Regions from separate parts of the Zea mays genome. Here region 2 is linked to region 1. A link is a contact called in public HiChIP or PLAC-seq data. All regions are on one chromosome and are shown on one strand. Each heading gives the region's core, a stretch centred on a gene start, on an enhancer-like site or on the middle of the called end of the contact. The rest is flanking DNA. Distances are from core to core; before and after follow the strand shown. Region 1 holds the start of LOC103643677 (protein ALP1-like). Region 2 holds the start of LOC100279313.

Evidence for each region. HiChIP or PLAC-seq counts read pairs in DNA pulled down with a chosen protein or histone mark.
Region 2: an H3K4me3 HiChIP or PLAC-seq map of leaf shows a contact between it and region 1, with 7 times the contacts expected there. The contact joins the promoter of LOC100279313 here to the promoter of LOC103643677 in region 1. A contact is called at or near these places in 6 of 25 Hi-C or Micro-C datasets (ear, leaf, tassel and 1 more) and 1 of 3 datasets of contacts at active chromatin or transcription factors (leaf).

The regions. Positions count from the first base shown.
Region 1 is chr1:255,453,790-255,457,611 of Zm-B73-REFERENCE-NAM-5.0, forward strand. It overlaps LOC103643677 (protein ALP1-like), which reads left to right and starts at 2,000. Exons shown (of 3, transcript XM_008666861.2): 1 at 2,000-3,006; 2 at 3,083-3,308; 3 at 3,383-3,822. The coding sequence starts at 2,497. The coding sequence ends at 3,813. LOC100285183 (subtilisin-like protease) reads left to right here. Exons shown (of 1, transcript NM_001158077.2): 1 at 1-518. The coding sequence ends at 183.
Region 2 is chr1:256,225,260-256,229,081 of Zm-B73-REFERENCE-NAM-5.0, forward strand. It overlaps LOC100279313, which reads left to right and starts at 2,200. Exons shown (of 22, transcript NM_001366066.1): 1 at 2,200-2,610; 2 at 2,714-2,910; 3 at 2,985-3,146; 4 at 3,234-3,337; 5 at 3,658-3,767. The coding sequence starts at 2,260. It also overlaps LOC103643684.

The DNA of each region.
Region 1 (3,822 bases), core at 750-3,249:
AAGGGCGTGGCCGTGGACGTGGAGCCGGCGGAGCTGGAGTTCACGTCGGTGGGGGAGAAGAAGAGCTACACGGTGAGGTTCACGTCCAAGTCGCAGCCGTCGGGCACCGCCGGTTTCGGGCGGCTCGTGTGGTCGGACGGGAAGCACAGCGTGGCCAGCCCGATAGCGTTCACGTGGACCTGAACCTGATGGACGGATGGATTATACCATACGACAGTGGTTTTTGGCGCCTCAGCCTCAAAGAAAGGCCCATAATCCATCATCCATGTGACGGCCTCGTTCCCTACACTACGCAGTCAAAAGGACCGAAGTGTAGGGTGGGAAGGTTTGGAGGGGGTACGGTGCAAATTGGAGGTTTCTTCTGTGTTGCTATTATTACTACTAATAAGGTCATTAATCCTATCAGCGTCCGTAGGTTGTGATTTTTGGATGGAAATGGGATCGGGGTGGACGGTTGGATGGAGATTGATGGTGCTTGGTTGATTGGAATGGAATTATTAGAGAGGAGAAGGTTTTATAGGTTGAGGCTTGCAAGTTGGGACTGGACCAGAGTGTGACTGTGCGAGGGCAGGAGCAGTTTCGCAGTGACTGATTGGAACCTGCTGTAGTGCTGTGGGGAACTGTCGCCTCGCCTATCAGAAATGGTCTCCACAAATGTTTTCCGTTCTACCTTTTTGAAAAGTCTCAAATTATTACATTTTTGTGGCTTTACCTGAAATTGTGGAAATGTAATAACACGCTTGTTTTTTTTATCCTATGATCATCATCAGGGTATGTACAATGAGTGTTTTGGGTTGTGCCTTAAAGTATGTCAAAAAGAGTAAATGTAAAAAACTAAAGACACGTCTTTTAACAAAGACATTCCACCTGTTTGGTTACCTGTATATGAGCATGCAACACCCATGGGATGCAAAAATCAGATGGTGCATGTTGTTTGGTTACCTGTGTGGGGGTCGGAGCCTGTCTCGCTTGCTGCAAAACCCACCTCTCAACCAGGCCCGGCTCATACGGCCATTTTGGGCGTCGCTCCGTAGCCAGGCTCCCCACGCGCGGCAGCTCGCTCGCAGGCGCATTCGCTCGCGCAGCCCCGCGTGCTAGGGTTTCCCGAGCTCTCCCTCGAGCTGGATCCCGCGTGCTAGGGTTTGCCGTCGTCTCGGCCGGGTACGCCATCTCCACTCGCCCTCCCTCTCTCCCTCGAGCTGGATCCCGCGTGCTAGGGTTTGGCGCCGCCTCGGCCGGGTACGCCATCTCCACTCGCCCTCCCTCTCTCCCTCGAGATCTCCCTCTCTCCCTCTCCCTCTCCCTCGAGATCTCCATCGGTGTCGTCGCCGTGACTCGTCTGTGCCGAGCTCTCCCTCTCTCCCTCGAGCTCTCCCTCTCCCTCGAGATCTCCATCGGTGTCGTCGCCATCACTTGTCTGTGCCGAGCTCTCCCTCTCTCCGTCGAGCTCTCCCTCCGCTGTCAAAGGTACGGAGGTTTGACACTTTTTCTTGCCCTCCCCCTGGATCTGGTTGCTCAGATACGATTTTGTGCTTGCTCAAATATGATTTTCGTATTGGTTGCTCAGATCTGGATTTGTGGATCCAGTTTCGTATTGGTTGCTCTGATCTGGTTTAGAACACGCATTTCTTCAAGAAAATCTATAATTTACTTGGATTGTCACCCTTAGTGATCCGTTTTGTTACCTGTATATGAGGATGCAAGATCCATGGGATGCAAAAATCAGATGGTTCATGTTGTTTGGTTACCTGTATATTAACAAGATGACATATTTATTAACAAAATCTACATACTCTTGCTGGGCACAAGCAGTACCTAGGATCAATGATGTTGAGCTGAGTTCTATGGTTACTTTTTTATTAGTCTCTGAGCAACCAACCAGTACCTCTGGGTGAGTTCTATGCTGAGTTCTATGTTGAGCTGAGTTCTATGTTGAGCTGAGTTCTATGGTTACTCTTGCTGGGCACAAGCAGTACCTCTGGGTGGCACATCTCTTGGATGTCGCAGCCGTGGTTTTTGTAAGAATCTGTTTTATATATATTTGCAACTGGCACATTAATATTTAGCATGCTTAATCATATATTTTCTCAGCTATAGATCAATGTTCTATGTGTTGAGCTGAGTTATATGGTTACTTTTGAATATATCTATACTTGTTTATTAGTCTCTGAGCTGTCGATCAATGGTATATGATGCTTTAATGCCTCTGGGTGGCGCATCTCTTGGATGTCGCAGCCGTGGCTCGTGTAAGAATCTGTTTTATATATTCGCAACTGGCACATTACTATTTACCATGCTTGATCATATATTTTCTGAGCTATAGATCAATGTTCTATGATGCTAATGTGCCTCTGAGCTATAGATCAATGTTCTATGATGCTAGTGTGCATCTGAGCTATAGATCAATGTTCTATGAAATTACTTTTAGCAACTAGCACAGTACATCTAAGCCAAACTTAGACCTCTAATCTCCTTTTCTATTTTATTACTCTAGCAATGGATCCTACTATTGCACGTCGGCGGCTAATTGCAAAGGCTGTGGTCCTTGTAGCAGTTATGTCAGCCTGGTTGGATGCATGGTTGAGGCACCGACTACATGCTAGGAGGTCTATCACTTATGGCCCAATGCACCAAAGAGACCAAGAGAGACAAAACAACCTGAGATTCATTTATGAATCCACTGATGTTGAGTGTGTTGACTTACTTAGGATGAGAAGGGCCCCTTTTATGCAGTTGTGTGACCTTTTTCGCACTAGGCAGCTATTGAGAGATAGTATTCATAGCTCAGTAGAGGAGCAGGTTGCCATGTTTTTACATGTGGTAGGTCATAATCAAAGGTTTAGAGTTGTACACATGACCTTTCGAAGGTCTATTGAGACCATCAGCAGATACTTCAGGGAAGTATTGTATGCGGTTGGTGAACTGAGAAATGAAATGATCTTGCCACCTTCAACTGCTACACCAACCAAAATTAGAGATAGCCACAGATGGTACCCCTATTTCAAGGTCAGCCATCCACAAATGTAATCCCTTCCTTTTCATGTGTAGGTTTGTAGTAACAAATGTTTGCCCTAATGTGTAGGACTGTATTGGTGCCATTGATGGCACTCATGTGCTAGCAAGAGTTCCTAGAAATCAGAGGGCTGCCTTCCTTGGCAGGAAACACACCACAACACAGAACATCTTAGCTGCTGTAGACTTTGATCTAAGGTTTACATATGTTCTTGCTGGCTGGGAGGGATCAGCACATGATGCCCTTATCCTTGCTGATGCCCTTGAGAGAGAAGATGGTCTAAAAGTGCCCCAAGGTAAAAAAATTAGTATTGGTCTACACAATACACACTTCCCTTGGTATTCCCTAATATATGATCTATGATGTTAGGTAAATTTTACCTTGTGGATGCTGGTTATGCTGTCAGGCCTGGGTTTTTACCCCCTTACCGTGCCACACGGTACCACTTGAGTGAATATGGGGGGAGGAATCCACAGAACCCAAAAGAGCTCTTCAACCTTAGACATTCATCACTAAGGGTGACAATAGAGAGGGCCTTCGGTGCTTTGAAGAACAGATTCAAAATATTATACAACAAACCTTTCCATCCATACAAGACACAAGTAAAGCTAGTCCTAGCTTGTTGTATCCTCCACAACTGGATTCTTCGTCATGGGAATGATGAACATGTTCCACTAGAAGACACATGGGCTGCAAATCAACTTCATGAGGGAGCTCCCCTTGACCTTGTCATGGACAATGCTGCCTGGTCTGCTACCAGGGACAATTGGGCTCAACAGATGTGGCAAAATAGGGGATAGTGGTCATTA
Region 2 (3,822 bases), core at 950-3,449, 770 kb after region 1:
TGGACGGCCGGTACCTCGGCGGCGCCGAGGAGGTCGTGGCGCTGCACGAGCGGTCCCAGCTCCGGTCCGCGCTCCGCCGTGCGGCGCGGCGCGGCGCGGGAGAGGGCCCGTGCGCGGTCTGCGGCGGCGCGTGGTTCGTGGTGTGCGGCGGGTGCGGCGGCAGTCATTGGCTCCATGACGCCGGCGGCGGCGGCGTCGCGGCCACCGGCCGCGTGCCGTGCTCCGCGTGCAACGAGAACGGCCTCGTGCCATGTCCTCTCTGCAGCTAGCGGAAGCGTATAGTATGTGCACTTGTGCAGCAACTTGATGAGGGAGGCACATACAATTTTTTTTGTTTATTTTGTCTTGTGTACAATATTCCAATCCTCTAATCCATATTCGGTGTTTGGTTTTTCCGACTAAATCTTAGTCTGGGTATTTAAATATCAATTAGAGCATCTCCAACAAAAAAAAACTATATTTAAGTTTTAAGATTTGAATAGAATCTGATTTAAATTGTTTAGAGCCATAAAAACATTTGCACCTCCAATACCAATAGTTGACTTCTATATCATATTATTAGGAAATAGATCATGTCATTTAGTAAACAAAATGTTAAAAATGGTATACAAAACGAGGATAGGGTTCCAGCATATGTGGTCCAATATTTTTTGTGAAATACCAGGTCCTATAATTGTTTGATGATTTTTTGTGAAATAGGACTTTTGTTGGAGCAGATTTTTTGTGTTGGAGTCCTACATTTCAAATTAAGACCCCATTTATGACTCCCGTTGAAGATGCTCTTACAAGTACTAAATATAATTCAATTACAAAACTAATTACATAGATTAAAGACCAAGAAAAATTTATGAAGCCTAATTAATATATACTTAGAATTGTTTACGGTAGCGAATCATGGATTAATTGGGTTTAATATATTTGTCTTGTTGTTTAGTTCTCATCTGTACGGTTAGTTTTATAATTAGACTATATTTAATACTTTTAAATAGCATTCAAATATATTTGATATGACAATAATTAATATTTAGTAGTTGTATCTAAAAATTCGTTGTGAAAAAGCGAAAAAAAAATCATTGTGATTTTGTTTATTATCAAATATACTTTACATATGGCTTAATTTTTTAAATTTTCTCATGATTTTTTTGAATTAGATGAGTGGTCAAATTGAAGTTGAAAAAATCAAACGAATTATATTTTAAGACAGATGAAGTAACTATTAGGACATAGTTGTCATGCCCGGGTGACACTGCTGGGCTGCTGGCTGGTGTACCTGCATTATCAACCTCAAAAAATACTTAGCTAGACTGACCGAAGTCTTTTCTTCAATAACGGAAAACAGCGTTCCGAGTCTTCCGACCTATGCCCCTTTGGAACGCAGACGTTTCTTTCTTTCTGTTTTCTACTCTTTTTTTCAAGTGAAAAATAATTAATTCACGTGATATTCCTATAACTGCGTTCAAAAAGGCACCGGCCACTTCTGTCTGTTTCAAGTGGCTCTATACGCTTGTAGCCAGTAAGTTCTGTGATCACTTTGCTCAGCCACAAACGCTGCTTCCGCTAGAGTAGACAACAAAAAGGAATTAAATACACGGAAGCTTGTAAGAGTATGTCACGTAGGCGGCCAGCATAGCATGTACTCTTATGTTTATTTTTCTCTTTAGGGATTTTCATTTTCGAAAGAGAAATTAGTTCATTTTTTTTATAAAATTTCTTTAGAAATTAAGGTTTCTAAACTAGCTCTAAAAATAGAACCCCCCCCCCTTTTGTCTTTCCTGCGTCTCCTTCCTTTGCTATTGCAGAAGTTCACATGGCTGATGCCTCATGAAGTAGCATCATCGATGCCCATGATTTTTTTTAAGGGGAAGTAAATTTTAAAGGCTAAATATAAAAATACATGGCACGCTAGCAGCTAGCAGGCGCTATCAATAAGAAATGTTCATGTGTTTGATATAGATATACGTGGTACACCACATAAAGAAGTTTAGAAATACAAAAAAAATATGTTTACAAAGTTTAAATGACCGTCGGTCTATTGAGCTCATACAAAAAAATACAGTGGAAAAGAGAATTCACTGCACATTACTCTTTTTTTTTTTTTTGAAAATCACCGTGGGGTTTGCTGCACTACCTCTATATAAGGCGCGGTGGTGCACGCCGTGTTCAACACTAGAACTAACTCATCTCTTCCTCTCCATTGCATTTTCTTCTTCCTCCAAATACGTAACAAACTTCTACGTGAGCGCCAGGGCAGTTGCGCCCATGGGAAGGCATCCGCCTGTCGATGAGGCGATGGACTTCAACGGCAACGGACGGGACGAGGCAAACCCGAGCGGCTCTGAGGCGGGGAACCACAACGAGCACCGCGGCGACGACCCCTCGCGCGTTGGCCAGAGCCTGCCCGCCGATATCCGCCAAAATGGGCAGCCAACCCTCGGGGAGGAGATCACCGCGCCGCTGTGGGAGGAGTTCGAGGCGCTCGGCATCCACGTCCGCCGCTCCGAGCCCGTGTTCCCGCCGCGCCCAGGGTACGGCGCCGCGGGGACGCCGTACGTCGTCAGGGCCAACCTCTTCCTCGGTCGCCTCGTCGACGAGGCCCTGCATCAGTACAACGTAAGTGCTCGTACTCTCTCGTCCAGTACTTCCCGTTGTTGGTTTTGATCTGATCTAACCGAGCGTCATTTCCGTTGGTTCCCGTGTTTCGATGCACTTGTAGGTAACCATTTCGCCCGAGCCGACGCCCAAGGCCGCGTACAGAGAGATCATGACGAAGCTGTTGTCCGAGAACCAGCACACGGATTTCGACGGCCGCTTCTCCGTGTACGATGACGGTGACTCGCTCTTCACAGCCGGTGCGCTGCCGTTCGACACCAAGGAGTTCGAGGTCCCCCTCTCTGCAGGCGGCGACGAAAAGTACGTAAGCTCTGCTTCTCCTATCTCATGTGGTCCCTGCGGAGAGTGATGCAAATGCTCGACGAATTGTGCAGGATGGACAGGAAGTACAAGGTGATGATCAACCATGCCGCAACGATTAGTCTGCTACAGCTGAGGATGCTGTTAGCGGGCTATCCCACGGACATCCCCGCGCAGGCGCTCGTGGTCCTCGACACCGTGCTGCGTGACGTCTTCAACGAACGCAATGACATGGAGTAATTAACGAAACATTCAGTCTCTGATTATCTTACTATGTTCATGATTTGGGATGACAATGTTATTCGTCTCTGGGCTGTGAACAGATGCGTCGTGATTGACAAAAAGGATCGCACACTGGGTGTTGACGCATGGAAGGGGCTCTATCTGAGCATCAGGCCAACACAGAACTGCTTGTCTCTGATTGCAGGTCAGATAAGATATCACCTCACCTCTAAATCTGGGTTTTCCTTCTAGTTGTGTACAGTATGGTCAGAAAAACAGACAGGATGTTGAGATGGCAGAACTGGCAAATGGGAAATCTGGGTATAATTCTGTACTTGTTTAAGTTAATTTCATGTGGTTGGTGACTTTGTACAAATCATATTTAGTTCAAATCAAGTGGACACTGTAGTTTCAGGTGATATCTTGAAAGAAAATCTTGCGAGTGCACATCTACATGGTTGGTCATATTGCAGTTCAGATCTGTCTTTGCCGAATTTGTAACTTGCAGTAAATTTTCCATTGCAGACGTGTCCTCATCTGTATTCGTTCAACCCCTGCTATTGATTGAATTCGTTCAGAAGATCCTAAAGATAGATGCCGTGGATAGGAACTTGACTAAACCTGAGTATGACAAGGTATCCATGCTTTATCCTGCCTTGATACAGAATGCACTGTGCAAATCAAAACTTC